2 separate regions of the Sus scrofa genome follow, and region 1 is linked to region 2. A link is a contact called in public HiChIP or PLAC-seq data. All regions are on one chromosome and are shown on one strand. The core of a region is the stretch at or near the end of the contact, and the rest is flanking DNA. Distances in the headings are between cores, read along the strand shown. Region 1 overlaps C10H9orf3 (aminopeptidase O). Region 2 overlaps FANCC (Fanconi anemia group C protein).

Region 1 (5,852 bases), core at 507-3,006, 97 kb before region 2:
GTCTTGAAACGCTTATATTCTCTGAAATGATTCTTGGTCATGTTGAGTGGCCATGTTTCTCGATGGCAAAGAGAACCTGGTTCTCGGAGTTGTGGGAAGCTCATCTTTGGGCAGTGCTGCTGCGTGGAACACCGGGAAGAACTAAGCGTTCCGGTAACTTCAGAAAACAAAATCATCACCAGCAAGGAGCTGTCTAAAATAACCGGAAAAAATTATAGCTCAAGCATTTGGAGGAGCGTGAAGGCCACTCGAGGTCCCTGGCACTTGAGTGCGCTGGGCCACAAGAGTACACGGAGTCGGGAGACGGCTTGGGGGGAGCGGGGGTGCCTAGGCGCTCGCGTTGCTGCGCATGCGCGCATCCCCTGGGAAGCCGGTGCAGAACCGGGGTTGTCAGGCCGTCGGCCGAAGTCTTGTGGCCTCTGTCCCTCCAACCCTTGGTTTACATGTGAGAACGCGGAGGTCCGTGGTGCTGGCCTGAGACCAGGCGCTGCTCTCTCCAGCTGTCTGCCTGGGCAGCTCCTCAAAAGAAGCCGTAGAAGCGGAGCAGCTCTGCGTTCCTGGGGAGAAGCGTGTGTGGCTGGTCGTTGTCACGTTGTGGGGCACAGGCACCGGAGGGCGGCGGGAAAGAAGTGCCGGGAGATGCAGCGGGGCACTCCCAGTCCAGCCCTGGTGGCCTAGAACCTCGTCCAGAGTGAGTTTCCCGAGGACCCTCCCATCCTGGCTTGGGTGGGCGTGGACTGGGTCAGACCTTGAGGGCTCCGAGCGGGCAGGACTTCGTGGTGAGACAGCTGGGTGTCTGGAAGGGTGTTAGGGCCAGTGTGAAATTTTGCCTTTAGTGAACTTTACAAGGCACAGATTATCTGAAGTTTTTGTCATGTTTGTCACGGACCAAGCAGCTGTGACATGAAAATATTTTTGCTCTTTTTCATCTAACAATAGTGTGACCCGAGAACAAGGCATTTTATTTGGGAAGGCTCTAAAGGTACTTACAAATGCCTTTTCTTCAGTCTGTGCAAATATTTTTTAATGTTTGTTATCTTTTTTTTATCTAAAGTGCAAGGCTGCTTTCCATGTTTAAATGCATTCGCGCCTTGATGTATTGCACATTTAAAAGGAAGTTTTTCTGCGGTCTTGCTGAACTTGGCTGTTAGCTTACAGGCCAAATCAAACCACCTCCACCCACAAAACAGTATCGATAAATGCTGAACTTGGATCATAAAAGGTTTAGTTCCCCAGAACTCTGTGTACATTTGGCAGGGCAAAGTGAGTAGGAATATTATGGGTTGGGAAAGAAGCTGCCCGGGTTTTCTCTGCAACACAACTGGCAGATGCCGTCCCAAATGAGAAGCTGTTTCAGCCTCGTGGAGCCCCCCCCCCCCCGCTCCCAGCAGAAGGAAGGGCGCTGGAGAGAAGGCATAGATGATACTCCCGTGTTCCTAATCTCAGCGTACCTTGAGGCTTTATTAGAGATTAAGTCACTGGCTTAGTCAACAATAGCTTTACCTAATCATAGAGCACCAGATTATCACAAAACAGATCCAAACCATGCTGAATTTGCTTCCAACAAAGGATTGCTGATGTGCGTGTACAGCTCGGGTGCCCGTGCCTGCGAACACACACACTTTACCTGTTTCCCTGGCCTTTGACCTCCCAGCAGGGGAGGTTTGGGCAAGGCCGGCTTGGTGACCACCACCTTCCACCCTGGAGGAAAGAGCTGCAGCCGTTATTTCCAGAGCTGGCGCTGTTGGTGTCTGCGTCTGCCTCTGACTCATGCTCCCCAAGAACTGCCCTGTGCATAATGCAAAGTCATTGTTATCCTGAGCCATCCTAGGGAGAGGCTCAGTGGAAAAAGTGAAGGTGGAGCAGACCTGGCTCCAGAACAGAAGGTGAAAGATAATGTTTTTTGTTTAGTTTTGCTGAACTTCACATTCAATTTTGTGGGAACAGCCGTAATCCTGATGGAGTTCAAGATAAAAAAGGAGAGGAACTCTGACTTGTTGCTGCAAGACTCCTTGGCCTGGTGTTCAGATTCTTAGCCAGGAGGCCGAGAGGAGAGCGAAGTAACCATCAGCGATTGTTCAAGTTTTTGAACACGTATTTGTAGTTTCTTCGTTTTTCATTTTTTGTATCAGATCTGTTTTGCAGTCATGCCCTGCTGCAGAGAAGAGAGAGGGAGGTTTTATAAATCTGTGTGACCGTCAGTATTCTTATTACTTGTCTTTGATAACCTTGCAATAATCTGGGAGGATGAGACACATCATTTAAATACTTCTTTAAAGAAATATTGCTGTGGTATTCATGGTGGGACATTTTCCTGTGAAAAACTCTTACCAGCATATTTGAAAATACTTCCTTTTCTAGAAAGACAGTTCATTATAGTAAGTCTTAATATCAGAAATAATTCAAAATCAAAATAAACAAGAAAATGTTGTTTTAGCAATAGTTGAATTTTAACAGTAGCTTGGTAGAAAGAATTCATTCGTCAAGAGCATTTCCCCCCCGCGCAGTTTCCCCGAGACTAGTTTTCTTAGCAAGAGAAAGGTTACTCTGTTATGGATGGACGTGTCTTTTTTTCCTTTTCCCAGAACATGTGTGGTCTCTGTTCACTTCTCTCTCCGCAGAACTTTGGAGATGGCCCCAGCTAATGCCTTGTGGGTCATCGATGCTGTTAGAATCAAATCGAAGTCGTCAAGTACATTTTCTTTCTCCGATCCAATAGTCCTTCATGCTGTGGTTGAAGTCCCCTCTTCACCCCTTACTAGCTTTTTTTGTTTTTGTTTTTTTTGTCTTTTTAGGGCCGCACCCGTGGCACATGGAGGTTCCCAAGCTAAGGGTCGAATCAGAGCTGTAGCTGCCAGCCTACACCACAGCCATAGCAACACCAGATCTGAGCCATGTCTGTGACCTACACCACAGCTCATAGCAACGCTGGATCCTTAACCCACTGAGCAAGGCCAGGGATCGGACCCGCGTCCCCATGGACGCTAGTTGGGTTTGTTAACCACTGAGCCACAACAGGAACTCCCTCTTACTAGCTTTTTTATCTTTTTTTTTTTTTTTGTCTTTTTTTGCTATTTCTTGGGCCGCTCCCGCGGCATATGGAGGTTCCCAGGCTAGGGGTCCAATCGGAGCTGTAGCCTCCGGCCTACGTCAGAGCCACAGCAACATGGGATCCAAGCCGCGTCTGCAACCTACACCACAGCTCACGGCAACGCCGGATCCTTAACCCACTGAGCAAGGGCAGGGACCGAACCCGCAACCTCATGGTTCCTAGTCGGATTCGTTAACCCACTGCGCCACGACGGGAACTCCTAGCTTTTTTATCTTGAATAGATTCGTCTGTGTAAGCCTCAGTTTTTTATCTTGAATAGACTAGCCTGTATAAGCCTCAATTTCTTCATCTGTAAAATCGTTAACCGTAAAGCACTTAGCCTTAAAGAGTTGCCATTGCATCATTGCTCACCCACAGTCGTTATTAATGTTATTGGTTTGGGCTTTTTCAATACTGTTATCAGGGTTTAAAGTTACTTGTAATCCGTGGTATATTAACAAGACCGGAAGGAGCCTTAGGAAACGTAGCCTCAGGAAGAATGACTGCAGAGGCTCTTAGGGTTTGGAACAGCAGCCTTGCATCTATGGGCCAGCTGAAGTATCCCCAGAATTAGGCCAGGGAGGCAGCCCCATTTCTTCTCTGGCAAGTCCCAGCCATGCCTAAGAGGTGCACCTGTCTCCCAGGCTGACACAGGAATCTGCTCTGTGGGGCCCCTGCCTTGGGGAAATACTGCCTTGGAATCTCTTAGAAGTTTCCACTAGGATCCTCCAAACAGAATTTTAGTTGAAATCATCAGAGCTGTCTTACTGATTTGGGTTCAGGTCTTTTTTTTTTTTTTTTTTTTTTTTTTTTTTGTCTTTTTGCCTTTTCTAGGGCCACTACCGTGGCATGTGGAGGTTCCCAGGCTAGGGGTCTAATCAGAGCTGTAGCCACCGGCCTACACCATAGCCACAGCAACACGGGATCCGAGCTGCATCTGCGACCTACACCACAGGTCACGGCAATGCCGGATCCTCGACCCACTGAGCAAGGCCAGGGATCGAACCTGCAACCCTATGGTTCCTAGTGGGATTCGTTAACCACTGCGCCACCACGGGAACTCCTGGGTTCAGGTCTTAATTAAAGTAAGATCAATTTGCAGAAGGTCTGGCCATCAAGAAATACAATGCTTGCTGGTGTCCTGAGCACTACATAATTCCAGGAAGCTTTTAAAAACAAAGTGTTGAGAGATCCACATACACACACCCTGGAACTATAGAGATTGGAATTTATAGTAGCTATCATTCTTATGCAGTACTGGCTTGGAATAGTTAGTTTCCCCAGGTGCTGACTTATGGAGAGAAACCCTCACACAGAAGAAATGGCCTGGTGTTTGTCTCAACTTGAGTAATGGGTCATGCATGATTTTAAGAAGGCTTCTCAGAATGTCCTTGCTCATGTAAATCAAGGATCAATATTTTTTAGAGAGAAGCTTTTATAGATAAGCCATAAGGTTATTTGATAATCAGACATCATTTTCAAGTAGTTAAAAGGGTCACTGGATAAAACCCTGTGGACCGACTTCAGCTTCTTAATTGCTAAGGATTGAAACTCCACATGCCCTCTAAATTATGAGCATGCTTGAATTTTTTATGGGAAGGAAATTTTTTTTTATGTAGGATAATTTTTATGTCAAGTGTTATACTAGCCAGCCAGCTCCATCAGATTAGGCAGGTTGCCACTTTTACTCACCTGATCCTTACTTTTCCCCTATGAAGTTTATTTTATTTTATTTTTGCTTTTTTAGGGTCACACCTGCGGCGTATGGAAGTTCCCAGCCGAGGGGGCGAATTGGAGCTGCATCTGCCGGCCTGCACCACAGCCACAGCAACGTGGGATCAGAGCCGCATCTGTGCCCTACACCACAGCTGGTGGCAATGCCAGATCCTTAATCCACTGCCAGGGATTGAACCCGAGACTAATTCTTCACCCACTGAGCCACAATGAGAACTCCATGAAGTTTATTTTAAATAGAGATTAAGAATGCAAGGCAAAGTGGGATGGGGACAAGGAGAATGAGTCATGAGAAAACACTGCTGGTGATTTTCCTGAGTCCTTGACATTCTTGGGCTATTCTTACCTCTGTGCACAGAGAGCAGTAGTTCGGCTGCAGGTTCACGGGCAGTTGGGGGCGGCGTGGGCCCGAGGAGGCCGGAGGAACATTCTCCCCATTTTCTCCCTGAGCACTGAGAGCCACTGGAGGGATTTCCTGGGCCGAGGGGGCACAGGCAGCTGAGAGCCGCAGAAGCGTGCGGCTGCATGTGTGCGTGTGACCCAGCGAGATAGTGTGTTCGTGTGCTCAGCCCAAGCCTGGGGCCCATAGACCAGTGTGTCTCTGGGGGGAGGGAGCATGTTGGAGGGAGAGCGGTTTTATTGCTTTCTTCTCAAGGTAGAGGAAATGCTCAAGGGCGGTGGGAGAGAAGGGGATAAATATAGCATTTCCCTTTTCCTGCCCGAATACTCTTTTCCACAACATTTCATTTTCATAAGATCCTATCAGCTTCAACTAAAAATAATTCCATGCCATTTCTATCAGATTGCTGCTCTTATCACGTATGTACTTACTAGGTTTTTTTTTTTTCCCCCTATTCAGAAACCTTGTCGCAGGAAGGTGTGAGATGGTCCTAAGATAACTTGTCTTTCGGACACGGCCTCTGGCCAGGACCTTCCGTGAGCCAGTGGCCAGGGCAGTCATGGTGTCCTGACTCTGGTAGTCAGAAAACTCCAGAGACTGACTAGCTTAACTTTGCACTTAGTTCTT
Region 2 (6,065 bases), core at 2,875-5,374:
TCGCCGCCTCTAGCCACGAGGGGACAGCAGGCTGCTTACACACACTCCTCAAAGGCGGGGCCCTCGGGTCCTAACCCACCTTTTCGCTGGGGTGTGGATGAGAAGCAGGAGGCTGGAAAGGGGGAGACTTACGAGGGTGATAACTTCTCGGGCAATCGCACGGCCTCCAGGGGCCCAGAGCAGGAAGTTCAGGAGAAGGCGCCTGGTGAGCTGCCCACAAGCGGGCGGGCTGGGATCCCCACCCCGGCCCCCTCCAGCTGCTGCCTGCAGGTCCCTGGCCGACAGGGTCGGGCTCCTGAGCAGCTTCGTGAGGCGGCCGAGCACGGCCTTCACCTCTGCCTGGAAGTACAATTTCAAAAGGGAGAGATTAAAGAAGAGTCAGGACCCATGTGGTTCTAGACTATTCGGTAACGAGCAGCAACCCCAAGGAAAGAGGACAACTGGCGCCCGAGAGAGGGTGGAAGGGGTGGCAGGTGTCTGGGTTTACACACTGGCCACACAAACCCCAGTGGGTGCAATGGAAGTTTCTCGACTTTCGTCTTGCTCACTAAGCAGCCAGGGCACCATGCCAGGAAGTGACTTTTTTTTTTTTGGATGGACGGAAATGGAGAAAAGACCTCAGCAGAAGGCAGTCAGGGTTTTATATTGTGGGAAAAAGAACAAAAGGCCCCTTGAAGACTCGCTCACTATCACAGCCACAGATCAGTGAGAGCCCCGTGTGCTCGGCCCTCCACTGAGCCATCGTGCTGATAAGAGCTCTGCCTCTTGCCATCTCTGGTGGGGAGGAAGTGCGAGTGTGTGCGTGCACACACACACATTCTGTTTTAGATGCTGGAACAATCTGTTCATACATGTCTAAAGCTCAAGCAGAGGTCACAAGTCTGCGAAATCCACATAATAATAGTGATTGTTACAGGTCTGTGGGTTGTTTTGCATAAAAAGTACTTAGTTCACGCTGAGACTTCTGTTTGCTGTAAGACTGGTACATCGAGTTGTGACTTGGAAAACAAAGCAGACCCTGAAAGCCACCGATCCAAAGGCTACATGAACCCAGGAACAGCTCAGTTCCATCGTTTTCAAAAGAATCCTGAGGCCGCCTCGGAACGTTCCCATGACCAATTTTTATGGATCTTGTGTGAGTTGTGTGTGTTTTTTTTTTTTTTCCTGGAAGTTAAGGCTTCATTCACTGAAGTCTGTCATAAACGCCAGGACATGAGGAGTGCTGTGTGAGCGATTCTGACCACAATAGGAGACCGTGAGAAGCTGCTCCACGAGGCTCTTCCATGGAGGAGGGCAGCGGTTCAACAAGAGGGGGCCACCGCCTCCACCTCTCTGCTCTGGCTGGGCCCCGCTGCCCCATCTGATGGCGTCTGAGGGAGCCCAGGACCAGCCTGCCATCTCCGTGGGTCTCCAAAGGGCTCAGGATGCCTCCATATCTGTTTTCTTCCTGACATCTGATTTTCTCCCCTCGTCCAATATCCCCCGAGATGTGCTCTTCTTTCTCTCTCACTCCAGCCCATCTTGCCCTGCAAATGCCTCCCTCGTGTGCCAAGAACTTGAATGCTTTCTAGAATGTTTCAGAAACAACATACAAGCTTTCTTTTCAAAGCATTAATTTTCAATCCTGCGTTACAAAAATTGATATATGTTCACTGTAAAATATTTGAACAAAAAAGTAAACAGAAAAAGAATTCTAAAGACTCTAATTCCACCATCCAGACAGGCTTGTTAAAATGAGGTTTCCATCCTTGTCATCTCTTTGAGATGCACTGTGGACACAGCACTCACTAGACACAAGGTATTGTGTTCTGGAGTTTTCTCCTCATCGTCCACAACAAGCACCTTACCATAATCTATAGCACATACGCCACGATAACATGATTTTTCTCGGTAGAAGGCGAGTCTATGATTATAATCCAGCACAATTTATTTAGCCAGTATCCTTCCTATTGAAAGTTAGGCCATTTCCAATTACTGCACTAACAAAAAATGTTGCAATGATCTTCTTGTACATAAAGCCTTGCATGGCTAATTACTCCCTTAGAGTAATTTCTACAACTAGAATGACAGCGTTAAGGAGTATGAATGCTTACCTAATTCTTAAGAGTATGCAAACATAGACAGTCATGGTTTTTGTTATGATTCTATTAAAGTTAGCAAAAGAGGGGAGTTCCGTCGTGGCGCAGTGGTTAACAAATCCAACTAGGAACCATGAGGTTGCGGGTTCGATCCCTGGCCTTGCTCAGTGGGTTAAGGATCCAGCATTGCCGTGAGCTGTGGTGTAGGTCGCAGACACAGCTTGGATCCCGAGTTGCTGTGGCGGTGGCTGTGGCTGTGGTGTAGGCCGGCAGCTACAGCTCCGATTGGACCCCTAGCCTGGGAGCCTCCATGTGCTGCAGGAGCGGCCCAAGAAAATGGCAAAAAGACAAAAAAAAAAAAAGAAGAAAATAAGTCTCATTGGACAACTTTGAAGTATAGAGGAAATAAGTCTCTATACTTCAAAAGTAATCTCTGTCAGTTTCTATGATCTATATGGAATAGAACACATAACCTACCAATTTAGCTTATACAGAATCAAAATAAAGTGTACATAATAGCTTCAGAAATCGTTAGTGCTTCGTACATCTTAACTATTATTAAAAGATGATGAAAACCAACCAGGATTCTCTTTCATCAGTTTCATGTGATATTTTAAAAGGGAAAAAAATCTGGCTTTCTTTTTAATCAGCAGGCAATCAAATAATGTTCATTTCTGAAAAAAATTCTATTTTTGATCCAAAATCATCACCAAATTTTAGCTTTTTAAAATGCCAAACTCTTTTCTTCCCTCTGCCATGTAACATACCTTTAAACAAGTAAAATATACAGACACATCTGAACTGGTCTTTGTTTTCAAACTGCAGAACACACCAGGCAAATAGGAGCACTGCTCTCTACATAAAGAAACCTGCTCCCTTTAATTATTAAAATCAACAAAAAGCTCTGGCAGTTGAACTTTTAAAAACCAGCAAATAAATGTTTGCAAGGAAGGCGCCGATGCCTTTAATCAGAGTGCTGCTCCTGTAATTATTCTATTCCACACAAAATAACAACTGTCTTTCCACGGACAGTTAGCCACTCTTGTACTTTGCTGCTCTGTTATTTAGAAAATGACCATGTCCTTTTGCAGAAGCTAAGTGGTTAATATCAGGTGATTACTTCAGTAAGAGTTCTCAACAAAGCCCGTAATGTGAGGATCTATTGACTGATCCAAGACAGGAGTTCAGTCAAGACAGAAGCAGAGCCCGCCAGGCCGCTCCTCAGAAAAGCAGTCAGACCCCGAGATGATCCGTGGAGGGTGCGGCCCCAGACCAGGCGCGCCTATAAATCAGAACAGGGTGGCTGCAGGCAACATGAGGGGAAATGACCCAGGGGACAAGAGCAGAGTGGCCTCCAGTTCATCACAGGCCCAGTTCCCACTCTCGTCCCAGCCCACGCATGGCTCCACGCGCAAACCCCGAGGGGCTGGTGGGGAGGGTCTCGGGTCAGGGGAAGCCAAGCTACTGCCCAGCCCCTTCCTGCAGGCTCCTTTCTGCTCCCAAGAGACCAGCCCCGGAGGCCACTCGCCGTGGACCCTGCCACCCACCATGGTCTGTGATCTCTGCCGACGCCCGGCGCCTGGGCTGCCGCTGAATGCCAGGAGCCACAGCAGGGCCTCAGGGGCTTCGGCCTCAGCCTCCACCATCAGCAACTGCTCAGCCGCGATGTCAGCCCATTCTCCAAAGTGAACGAACAAAAACCAGCTCTCAAAGGGGCCTCCGTAGGACCTGGAACAGAACCAAAACACATGGCAGCCGGGCAACGTGATTTCTTTCTCCTTTAGTTTCTTAAAGCAACTGTAATGTTTGCGAATGGCTGGCTCCCATTGTTCTTATCCACTGGAGTACAACTTGCAAGGGATACAAGTTAGACGCAGGAAGAGAGCTCACAATGCCACCCTGAACCAGTCCCGGGCCTTCCAAAGGCCTGCCTCTCAAAGCCTCCAGTGCCCTGAGGACCTCAGACACTGAAATCGTTACATCCAGGGACCCTGAGTGAGCACTGGCCTTTGAGAAAGGAAGATGCTGGCCCAGGGCCAGTGAGCGTGATGCAAGATGAGAGCCCTCAGGCGCCGCTCTGCCTTCTGCGTGGCCTGCGCAGCTGGGCTGCTGTTGAGAGCGGGGCCTCACAGCTGCAAGGCCGCCACCAGGGCAGCCCCGAGCCAGGAAAGCAGGGACTCCCTGGGGTGCAGACGGAGACCAGAGGAGGGACGCAGGCAGAAACGTGTGCTATTGCTTTTCTTGCAAAACACAAGGTTCTGGTTAGTATTTTGGCAATTACGAATTTTTAATGAGCTGTATATTGTATTCTTTCCTGTCATCATGTATCTCTCAATGCTGAGAGGTTAAAGCTTTTGTGAGGCTATCCTTTGTCACACGGGGAGTTGGGAGCTGCAGTTCAAGAGGAGAATCTGCTGAGGGAAGGACCATTAATTTTGCACAGTGACAGTGCCAGCAGTTTGACATCTCCCCTGGGAAAAATGGAGCAGGACTGGCCCGAAGCTCCTGGAAGAGGGGAGCTCTGAGCCTTGCTGCAGGCTCCGTCTTTGTTGGATTGGGGCGCCTATTCCCCTGCTTGGTCCCTGGGATCCCCAAGCTCCGAGCACTGTTCCCACCTCCCTGAGTCACTGCTTCCTGCTGTCCAAGTCCTCCTGAGAACAAGTGATGAATGGTCTGAAATCCGGCTTGCAAAGCAGCGGACCGAAAGGGAAGAAGGGGAGCAGGTTACACCTGTCCCCACGAGAGGGCGAGCTGATGGACCAGGGCACATGGGCAGTGCGCTGGGTTATGTCTCGAAAGCCAGGGACAGGCTCCACGGGGTCTCTGCCCTGCAGACCTCACGGATGAGGAAGCTGAGCCGCGGGGCTCCCCCGCGCTCCCTGCTCCCAGGTGGGCAGTGTGCCTGGATCAGGGCTCAAGGCCTGGTCGCTCTCCCTCTCTTCTTCCAGCAGCTGAGTGTGCAAGGCACCTCCATGGGGCTGGCTGGGAGGTGCCTTCAGCTGCTCATAGACCCCTCCCTGCAGGTGGCCCCGCCAACGAGCTGAGGCGGATCTGGGTTCACCAGGAGCCCCATGAGGTTTCGGCTCTAGGTTCTGCTCTTCAACAGAGACGGCCAGGAGTGTGTATGGGGCTGCCAGGCTATGGCAGGTCGTTACTGTGGCCAATCCTCTGATCCCCGCTTGGCTGCCAGACTTCTGTCTCCTGCACTGCTAAGAGTCTTGGTGGTGGCGGTGGGGAGGAGTGAATAACTGGCGCCTAAGCCTGCAGCAGTGACGATGAACAGAAGAGCACTGGCTCGATGCTGAGAGGGCAGAGAAGATCAAGAGGGAGCAGCTGCCAAAGGAACACGTGAAGACAGTCTGAGGAGGCTAGGAGAGACAATGAATAAAATACTTCTACTCTAAAAGCAAGGAAGCTGAGAGGAAGCGGAAGGGTATGATGTTACAAAGAATTCAGCAAAGCCTCAACGCGAATGCTTCTAGGGAAAGAACACATGTAAGAGGTACCTGATATCATATTGGTAGAATTTACGTTAGAATGGATTTTCTTTTCTTTTCTTTTTTTTTTTTTTAACTTTTTAGGGCCGCACCCATGGCACATGGAAGGTCCCAAGCTGGGATCAAATTGGAGCTACAGCTTCTAGCCTATACCACAGCCACAGCAATGCAGGACCTGAGCCATGTCTGTGACCTACATACACCACAGCTCACAGCAATGCTGGATCCCGGGCCCACTCAGCAAGGCTAGGGATCGAACCTGCAACCTCATGGATCCTAGTCAGATTTGCTTCCGATGCACCACAGCGGGAACTCCTGGGTTGTCCAGTTTTAGATATAGATTTATTACAAAGAGGAAGAAAAAAACATTTCACCCCAGGGTGCAGGAGGAGTTGAGAATGTCCTTCCCTAGGGAGGCGCCCTTCTTGCTCTGCAGGTCGGGGGGCGCAGCACGGGCGCATTACTTTTTTCCTAAGGTCTATTCTCTTTA

What was found. HiChIP or PLAC-seq counts read pairs in DNA pulled down with a chosen protein or histone mark.
Region 1: an H3K27ac HiChIP or PLAC-seq map of skeletal muscle shows a contact between it and region 2. The contact joins two enhancer-like sites. A contact is called at or near these places in 4 of 47 Hi-C or Micro-C datasets (embryonic fibroblasts, epiblast stem cells, fetal skeletal muscle and 1 more) and 1 of 2 datasets of contacts at active chromatin or transcription factors (skeletal muscle).

The regions. Positions count from the first base shown.
Region 1 is chr10:27,141,170-27,147,021 of Sscrofa11.1, reverse strand. All of the region lies in intron 14 of C10H9orf3 (aminopeptidase O), which reads left to right. Among named protein-coding and RNA genes, the nearest start is that of MIR23B, 64 kb to the right of the region's middle. Within about 2 kb of position 1,756, at least 39 of the 83 cell types and tissues checked have an H3K27ac peak or open chromatin away from gene starts, as enhancers often do. A contact at or near this core is called in skeletal muscle, where this site is marked.
Region 2 is chr10:27,046,205-27,052,269 of Sscrofa11.1, reverse strand. FANCC (Fanconi anemia group C protein) reads right to left here. Exons shown (of 14, transcript XM_021064601.1): 13 at 3,626-3,806. Among named protein-coding and RNA genes, the nearest start is that of MIR24-2, 30 kb to the left of the region's middle. Within about 2 kb of position 4,124, at least 16 of the 83 cell types and tissues checked have an H3K27ac peak or open chromatin away from gene starts, as enhancers often do. A contact at or near this core is called in skeletal muscle, where this site is marked.